2 separate regions of the Callithrix jacchus genome follow, and region 2 is linked to region 1. The links are chromatin contacts, called in public Hi-C maps. All regions are on one chromosome and are shown on one strand. Each heading gives the region's core, a stretch centred on a gene start, on an enhancer-like site or on the middle of the called end of the contact. The rest is flanking DNA. Distances are from core to core; before and after follow the strand shown.

The links. Hi-C and Micro-C count contacts between places; a contact is called where the count stands out from the background.
Region 2: a contact with region 1 is called in a Hi-C map of skeletal muscle, with 2.8 times the contacts expected there. The contact joins two enhancer-like sites. A contact is called at or near these places in 2 of 3 Hi-C or Micro-C datasets (both in skeletal muscle).

Annotation. Positions count from the first base shown.
Region 1 is chr4:115,108,625-115,112,588 of calJac240_pri, forward strand. It overlaps SESN1 (sestrin 1), which reads right to left. Exons shown (of 10, transcript XM_078369919.1): 3 at 1,345-1,410; 4 at 369-569. Among named protein-coding and RNA genes, the nearest start is that of SESN1, 110 kb to the right of the region's middle. Within about 2 kb of position 2,212, at least 3 of the 16 cell types and tissues checked have an H3K27ac peak or open chromatin away from gene starts, as enhancers often do. A contact at or near this core is called in skeletal muscle, where this site is marked.
Region 2 is chr4:115,194,470-115,198,433 of calJac240_pri, forward strand. All of the region lies in intron 1 of SESN1 (sestrin 1), which reads right to left. Among named protein-coding and RNA genes, the nearest start is that of SESN1, 22 kb to the right of the region's middle. Within about 2 kb of position 2,057, at least 1 of the 16 cell types and tissues checked has an H3K27ac peak or open chromatin away from gene starts, as enhancers often do. A contact at or near this core is called in skeletal muscle, where this site is marked.

The DNA.
Region 1 (3,964 bases), core at 962-3,461:
TCTACATACCAACTTTCAGAACTTCAGATTAAGAAGAAACTTCAATTAAGGTGCCAATCATAAAATAATGGAATATTATTTACAAACTGAACAGGAAGCACCACTGATGTCAGTGTGAACTATTTATAATAATGAAACAGAACTTGTGTTCTACTTTTCTTATTTAATAAAAACTGGTTCTCAGGAATGTATAAATACTTGTTTTTCTGTTATACTTGAGAGCATTCTTATTAAAAAATAGAGACGACATAACAGGAATCTTATTACAAATCATAATATAAGAATCCCTGTGTTTAAAGTATTAACTTTCTCTTAAAGAGATTGATTAATAATAGGCAAAAAGAATTTTTCCCTGAATGTTTACAAACCATTATTCCAATGTAGTGCCGATAATGTAGGGGTAACGGCCCATCCATTTGCAGTAGATAGTGCTGAGTTTTTAAGAAACTTTCTAAATATTGTGGGTGGAAAACCATCACTAACGTAATGTTATCCAAACGGCCCAAAGCAGCAAAAGAATCTGCAAATAAAGCGTGCATCTGTGCGTCTTCACTCCCCACTTGGAGGATCTGTATAAATGAGAGAAAAACCATGGTTACCAAAATTGTAAATTGGTGTTAAGGGGGAAAAACATATACATGGGCTGCACTGTAAGTATCATTTAGAAGCAGATTAAATTTGGCTTAGTTACAAATTTAAACTCAACTTCTTGAAAGATACAGAAGAATAAACAGTCATATATGGTAGAGGATAAACAACAAAGGTTGAACATTAAAGGCCATCTAGATAGGCTGCTTGCAGAATTGGCCAGAATCCAGATAAAGAAACAGATTTAGATTATCAAACTTGCAGAGCTTACAAACAGACACTAAAGCCTTTCTTTACAAAACCACCTACTCTCACTAAATTTAAGAACTAAAATTAACTAATAGCATAAAATTTTTATGAAAATAAAGCTTAGATGCTTTTACACATGTATAGAATTAAAGATCCAATCTAGCCTTGACATCAGCCAGTGGAGATGGTCAAGACTGAGTAACTCAGGTTATGGGCACACCTAAACAAAATCTAAATATGAGCAGATGGAGCATCACTGGTCAAAAACAAATCTTGGCTTTATTTGATTAACATGGAAGTTAAAAAAAAAATCATGAAATACTAGAAATCAACACAAGTACAACAGCTTTTTAATCCTGCAAATTCACTGCCAAAGCATGATTAACTGCAACCAACTCTGACTAAAATATGTTGTTGACCAACAGTTCTTCAGATGCCAACATGTGGGTCATGAAATCCCTTCCTTAAAAGCATACAGTTCACTATGTACTTTCACAAACAACATACCTCCTTTTCTGGGATGAATCTGCTTGGTCCCTGTCCTAGTGGTCGAGGAATTCTAATGCCAAGTTCCTAGAAAAGAAAATTACACCATCTCAGGCCTTTGGCAGTAAACAAAATGAACTGAGGCTAAAGGAATGGGAGGGAAAAACAACCAGTTGAATACAGACAGGCTTGTTTTGGAGGTTTGTTTTCATGGCAGTGCATATCTATCTATCTATCTATCTATCTATCTATCTATCTATCTATCTATCTATCTACCTACCTACCTACCTACCTACCTACCTACCATCTCTTCTGTTAGCATTGCATAGCTAACGACAGCTTATAATACAACTCTGACTAAAAACAATAAAACCTGTTTCACTAAAACCAGAGTTTTGCATAAAGTACTTGGCAGAAAGTCTAGAACAGAAAGTTCAGCACAGCAGCCAACCCTGTGGATCATCAGTGATACAAAATAACACCAGTGTGTTTGTACATCTAAAACCCAACCAACCCAAATATCAATCCCTGTGCGTCTTGTCAGAAAATGAGAAAGCAGTGCCTCCAACCTAGGTGTCTTAAACTGGAAGAAGTGTAATTATTACATCTAAAGCAACACCTCACAGTTAGAATATAAATTTATGAAAAATAAAAACTAAATTCACAAGAGAGCACTACAGGGTATGTATTCTCTGTGGTTAAATAAAACAATTTTGTTTGTAAGCTTGCCTTAAATTGTTTTTATTTATAGGATGTCATCAACCTTGCCCACATTATATTTTAGAGAAGCTCAAACAATTGAGAAACAAATGGTTTTCTGATATTTGACACAGTGAGTTTAGAATCCTGTACCTTATGTGATGGTGTAGTATGGTTGACAAGAACTGAAATCTGTTAGGGTTTCCTTTCCCTCCCTCACCCTCCCATACTCTGTGCTTACAGAAATAAAATCAAAATAATATATTTCAACATTTTTGTTGTTTTGAGGCCTATGTCCTATCTAGTGTCATTATAAATTTTTGTTTAGAATTTATACAATTAAAGATTAACTCCTTCATTCATATATGTATTATAGATATAATTAAATAATCTTATATAATTCTACTCACTGCTTTTAAAAGTTCTTCATGATATAAACCAGATGTTTTCCTTTTAAAGATAAAAAGTGAGGGTGGGGTGGAGGGGGTGCACAGAGAGAAAGACATGTGGCAGCAATTCAAGAAATCTGGTCCCAGCAAATGAAAATCTTTAAAGCAGAACAGATTTTTAAAGACTAAGCAGGAAGGACAAAAGTCAAGATAATCTTTATTAGGAGAAATCAAGATTCAGAGTCAAAGTAGTCTATTATTTGCCAACAGAATTCATAAAATAATATATAAAGAAAATGATCTTATACTGGAGGTTGGTGATTTCTCCCTGGTTATTCCATCCTTACACTGAAGATACTAATGTTTTAACATTATACCCTTCATTAGAGGACACACTTAATTCACTGGTCTGGCCACATATGTGTCTCAATTTTAACATCCTGTAATGAATGCCAGAGGAAAACACATCTCTGTTATTCAACATATAATTTTGGCACCAATACAGCCATTTATATAAAGTGATGACTCTTAGCTTTTCTAACTGCTGAATTTCTGATCAAGTTACAGGCATTTTAAACAAAACATATTGGACAAAACTATAAGGCTAAAATTAACATTTATCCCCTCTCATTTCTTTAATCTTGAAAACTGTCTTATTTAAACAAAATGTATTTTAGGAAAATGCCTGTTTCAAGGGTTTATTTCTGTTTTATAAGTAAGAGGCTTGGGATTTTAGCATACAAAAAGGTGTCATTTCAAATGGGGGGAAATGAATTATTCAACAAATGGTCTTGGGACAACTGGATAGTCAGAAAAAAACTGAAGTTGGAACACTATATCATGCTTTACTCCACAACAAACCACAGTTAAATGTTAAAAAAAAAAAAAAAAGCAAAACCCATTACAGTACTAGAAGAAAACCCTCACGGAGTGCAGCAAGCCTAAGATTGCCCCAAAGCCAAAAGTCATAAAATATAAGATTGATAAGTTTACTGACATAAAAATAAAGATGTTCACATCGGAAAAATAAATACAAGTCAAACGTAAACAAAAGGCTAGGAATTATATTTGCCACTCAAATAACAAAGGGCTAACTTTTAAAGAAAGACTATTATAAATCAGTAAGAAAATCCCCAACAATCTTATTTTAAAAATGACCAAACAACATGGACAGTTCAAGGAAAAGAAAATACAAATGACTGAAGAAATGCTCGACACTCACAATAAAGCAATTGCAAGTTAACTACGCTAAGATATCACTTTCCTCCAAAAAGACTGCTTAAGATAAAAAAATTTGGTAACAGGCTGTATTGGAGAGAAGGTAGAGAGACAGTCATTAATTGTTTATATATTGCTGGTGAGAGTGTTTTGAAGTATGAGAAAAAAGAAGAGTATAAAGAGTATATATTACTACAACCTCTAGAAAGGGCAATTTGCAATAGTGACCAAAATGAAAAAGTCCCATAGCCTTTGAATCAGCAATTCCATCCTAAGTGTTAACCCATAATGTGTTCACATTTGTGAAATGCTATGTGTAAAAGGATAATCACTGC
Region 2 (3,964 bases), core at 807-3,306, 86 kb after region 1:
TTTTTTGAGATGGAGCTTCACTCTTGTTGCCCAGGAGAGTGCAGTGGCATGATTCTGGCTCACTGCAAGTAAATGGGATTATAGGCACCCACCACCACACCCAGCTAATTTTTTGTATTTTTAGTAGAGATGGGGTTTCAACATGTTGGCTAGACTGGTCTCAAACTGACCTCAGGTGATCCACCTGCCTCAGTCTCCTAAAGTGCCGGTATTACAGGTGTGAGCCACCACATCCAGCCAAAATTTCAAACTCTAAAGATAAATAAAAGCATCTTAAGCTCCCAGAATGTTCTTCTTCTTAGGAAAAATGTGATAAAGTATTTTGGGGTGAAGTGTTTGTAACTTTCAAGAGGTTGAGCAAAAGGAGAGAAAAAAAAGAGAAGGCCATGATGGCAAAATGTTAACAATATGTGACTCTAGGTGAAGGGCATATGGTATTTACTGTATTATTTTTGGAACTATTTGGTAAGTTTTAAAAAAGTTGGAAAAAAAAAGAAAACAAGGTTCCTAGAGAGGAATAAAATAAAACAAACAAACCAGTTCCATACTAAAAGAATGAGAATGAGACTGGCACAAGACCTCTCATTATCAAAACTAGATGCTAGAAAATAATGGAATAATGCCTTTACTCTTATGAGAGAAAATGACTTTAACCTAATATTTGAACCAACTTTAATGAAATCTGAGGGAAAAGTAAAAAGATTTTCAAATATTCATGGGCCAAAAAACTTAATTCTCACAAACTTAAAAAAATGTTTTTGGCCAGGCATGTTGGCTCATGCCTGTAATCCCAGCAGTTTGGGAGGCTAAGGCAGGCAGATCATGAGGTCAGGAGTTCAAGACCATCCTGACGAACATTTCGCTACTAAAAACACAAAAATTAGCTGGACATGGTGGCGTACTACTCAGGTGCTGGGATTTTCTTTTGAGACAGGGTCTCACCCTGTTGTCCAGGCTGGAGTGCACTGACAGATTCATAGCTCACTTTTACCTGGGGCTCCTGGGTTCAAGTGATCCTCCCACCTCAGCCTCCCAAGTAGCTAGGACTACAGGCGTGTACCAGGACACAGAGCCAATTTTTACTTTTTATTTTTTTGTTGATATGGAGTCTCACTATGTTTCCCAGTCTAATCTCGAGCTCTAGGCCTCAAGAAATCCTCCTGCCTTGGTCTTCTAAAGTGCTGGGTTTACACGTATGAGCCACTGCACCTGGTCTCTATGAACTCTTTTTTTTTTTTGAGACAGAGTTTCGCTCTTATTACCCAGGCTGGAGTGCAATGGTGAGATCTCGGTTCACCGCAACCTCTGCCTCTTGGGTTCAAGAAATTCTCCTGCCTCAGCCTCCTGAGTAGCTGTGACTAGAAGTGTGCACCACCATGCCCAGCTAATTTTTGTATTTTTAGTAAAGATGGGGTTTCACCATGTTGACCAGGATGGTCTCAATCTCTTGACCTCATGATCCACCTGCCTTGGCCTCCCAAAGTGCTGGGATTATAGGCGTGAGCCACCGTGTCCAGCCTCTACAACCTCTTAAGAGAAAAAATTAATACTGAGCTTATGAAACTTAAACAGCACAGCAATGAATTACTTAAAAAATGAGATGAAACCGTATCTTCATTATTATTACGCTAGTCCAAGCATTATATCAGCTACTGCTGAAACACTGCAATAGCCTTTTAAGTGGTCCTCATGCTTCCTTTGTTGTACCTATCCATGCTCCACACAAGAACCACCATTTTACTTAATTATAATTTAATGTTCCATTTTATTTTTTTAATGTAGGTAATAGATTCACATTGAACAAAATACTTTCACATGATTTGAACATAGGAAGTGAAAAAGGGCATTAAGTCCTTGAGACCTAGACAGTGGGCCCCCTGCACTTCAGAAGGCCTGCTGTGGACCTCCTCTAGCTGTAACCCTCTGAGAGATAAATTCCATAGGACTAGGGCATATGCCCACCCAGATTATGCTTCAGGTACTTGGAACCCCAAGAATCTCTAGTCAAATGGGCTGAGCCTGCTCTCAGGGTCTACACATGGGCCAAGTCTGCTCTTAGAGCCTACATATGGGTTGTCCTTTCTACAGCTGAACACAGGGCACACAATCTTAGGCTCAGAAAGTGGAAAAGCAGCAGCTGTATGTGGGGTATGCAGCAGCTGATGTGAGGGGAGGGTATCCATCCTTCATAGTGTAGGACTGGGCACAGGACTGGGGTGAGAGAACAGCATAGAAGGGCCACATGCTGGCCAGGGCCCACCATGTTGAAATGAGCTTATAATACAGTGAAAAGCCGTGGTCCCATTCCTGTCCCCAGCCAATGGCTACCTTTTCCAAAGACAACTACTGTTTCTAACACAAGTTAATCACTTTAAATAAAAAACCTGAAAATGAATATCCAACCTAAAATATTTTTGTGGTTCTCCATTACTGTTAAGATAAAATCCAAAATCCATAAAGTGGCCAACACAGCACTTTGCAAACTATAACATTCCTTAGAACCATTTGGGGATTCAAGTCTGATCCAGTCGGACTGGGATGGAGCTTGAGATTCCACATTTCCAATATCTTTCCTAAGTGTTACAGATGCTTCTGACCCATAGGCCATACCTTCAGTAGTAAGAGCAAATAAGAAATTAATATTCCTTTTGAAGCTATGACTTCAGCTACCCAAGTAGGGAAGGAAATTTTCCTCCTGGTTTACCCATCTCATTTAAAGAGAAAAAGCGACAGCCAGTCCAGGCAGATAAGAGGGAGGGTAGGCAGAAATTGCCAAGTAATAATAATAGCTAACATTATTCATTCATTCAACAAATATTTATTGGACAATGTATGTGCTAGCATTGCCCTGGAGGGTCCAGCAATGAACAAGAAAAAGTCTCAAGTCTTCATGGAGCTAATAACCTGTTAGGCCAGACAGAATGAATATATAAATAAATAGCAAGTTCAGGTCGTGTTTGGGGCAAAAAAGAAAAATTAATCAAGATAAGGATCTAGAGGGTAAGAAGAGGTGCTATTTAGTTACTAAGGCATATACAAAGGGAGTTTTTGTTTCTTTGTTTTGTTTATACTAAGTTTTAAGACAGGCACAATGCTAAGTACCTTAAAGAAGTGAAGGTTCTTTTATCTTCATTTTGCTGATGATAAAAACTTAAGATCATTGGGATATAGACCCTGGCAGTCTAAGATCAATTTTTGTGTTAATACGTTATTTCTTATTCCTGTTACAGAGGGCTGCAGCTGTACTGTACTCAGCTGAGCTCCCTGTGTTTTCATATTCTGGAAGCCAGCCTTAAACTTTTAACCTGTAAACTGCCAGGCAGGTGTGGGCCTGCCAGTTTATGACTAGCAACATAAGAAACTCGAGCACAAATAGTCACCAGACACACTGCAAGAGTGTGTCTTGCATTCACTCAGCAGACTCAGAGGGATGAGCTAATATTTAGTCAACAAAATTTTCCCATTGCTGGTTTAAATCTCCACAATTTCAATCACTTCCATTTTTCTCTAAAGTTTAAAGAAAATAAGTTTAACATGCAGCAGGTCACTCTAGTTTTAGCAATGGTTCTTAATCTTTTAAGATCACAATCTCTTTGAAAATCTGATAAAAAACAGGCTCTCTCCCAAGAAAACTGCAAGTGAGTACACACAGTTTTGCATGCAACTTAAGGGGCTCAGACACCTAAAATAGTGATAATCCTCAATTTGAGAATGCTTACATTGTAGCATCTTCCAAAATACATCTCTGCTCTGAAAACTTTCCTCTCCCCGGTAAAGGGAGTGATCCTCTTTAATCATTTAATTAAAATAGTTATTTAAAAAAAAAAAACTGTAATTATTAGCATATAAAAAACACAGCTTTATCATCTAAAACAATTCTGCAGCAAAAAAGAAAAAAGGCCTAACTAGCTGTTAAGAATTACTTATTTCAGCTTCCCAAAAGACAAGTTTCAATTATAGGTTA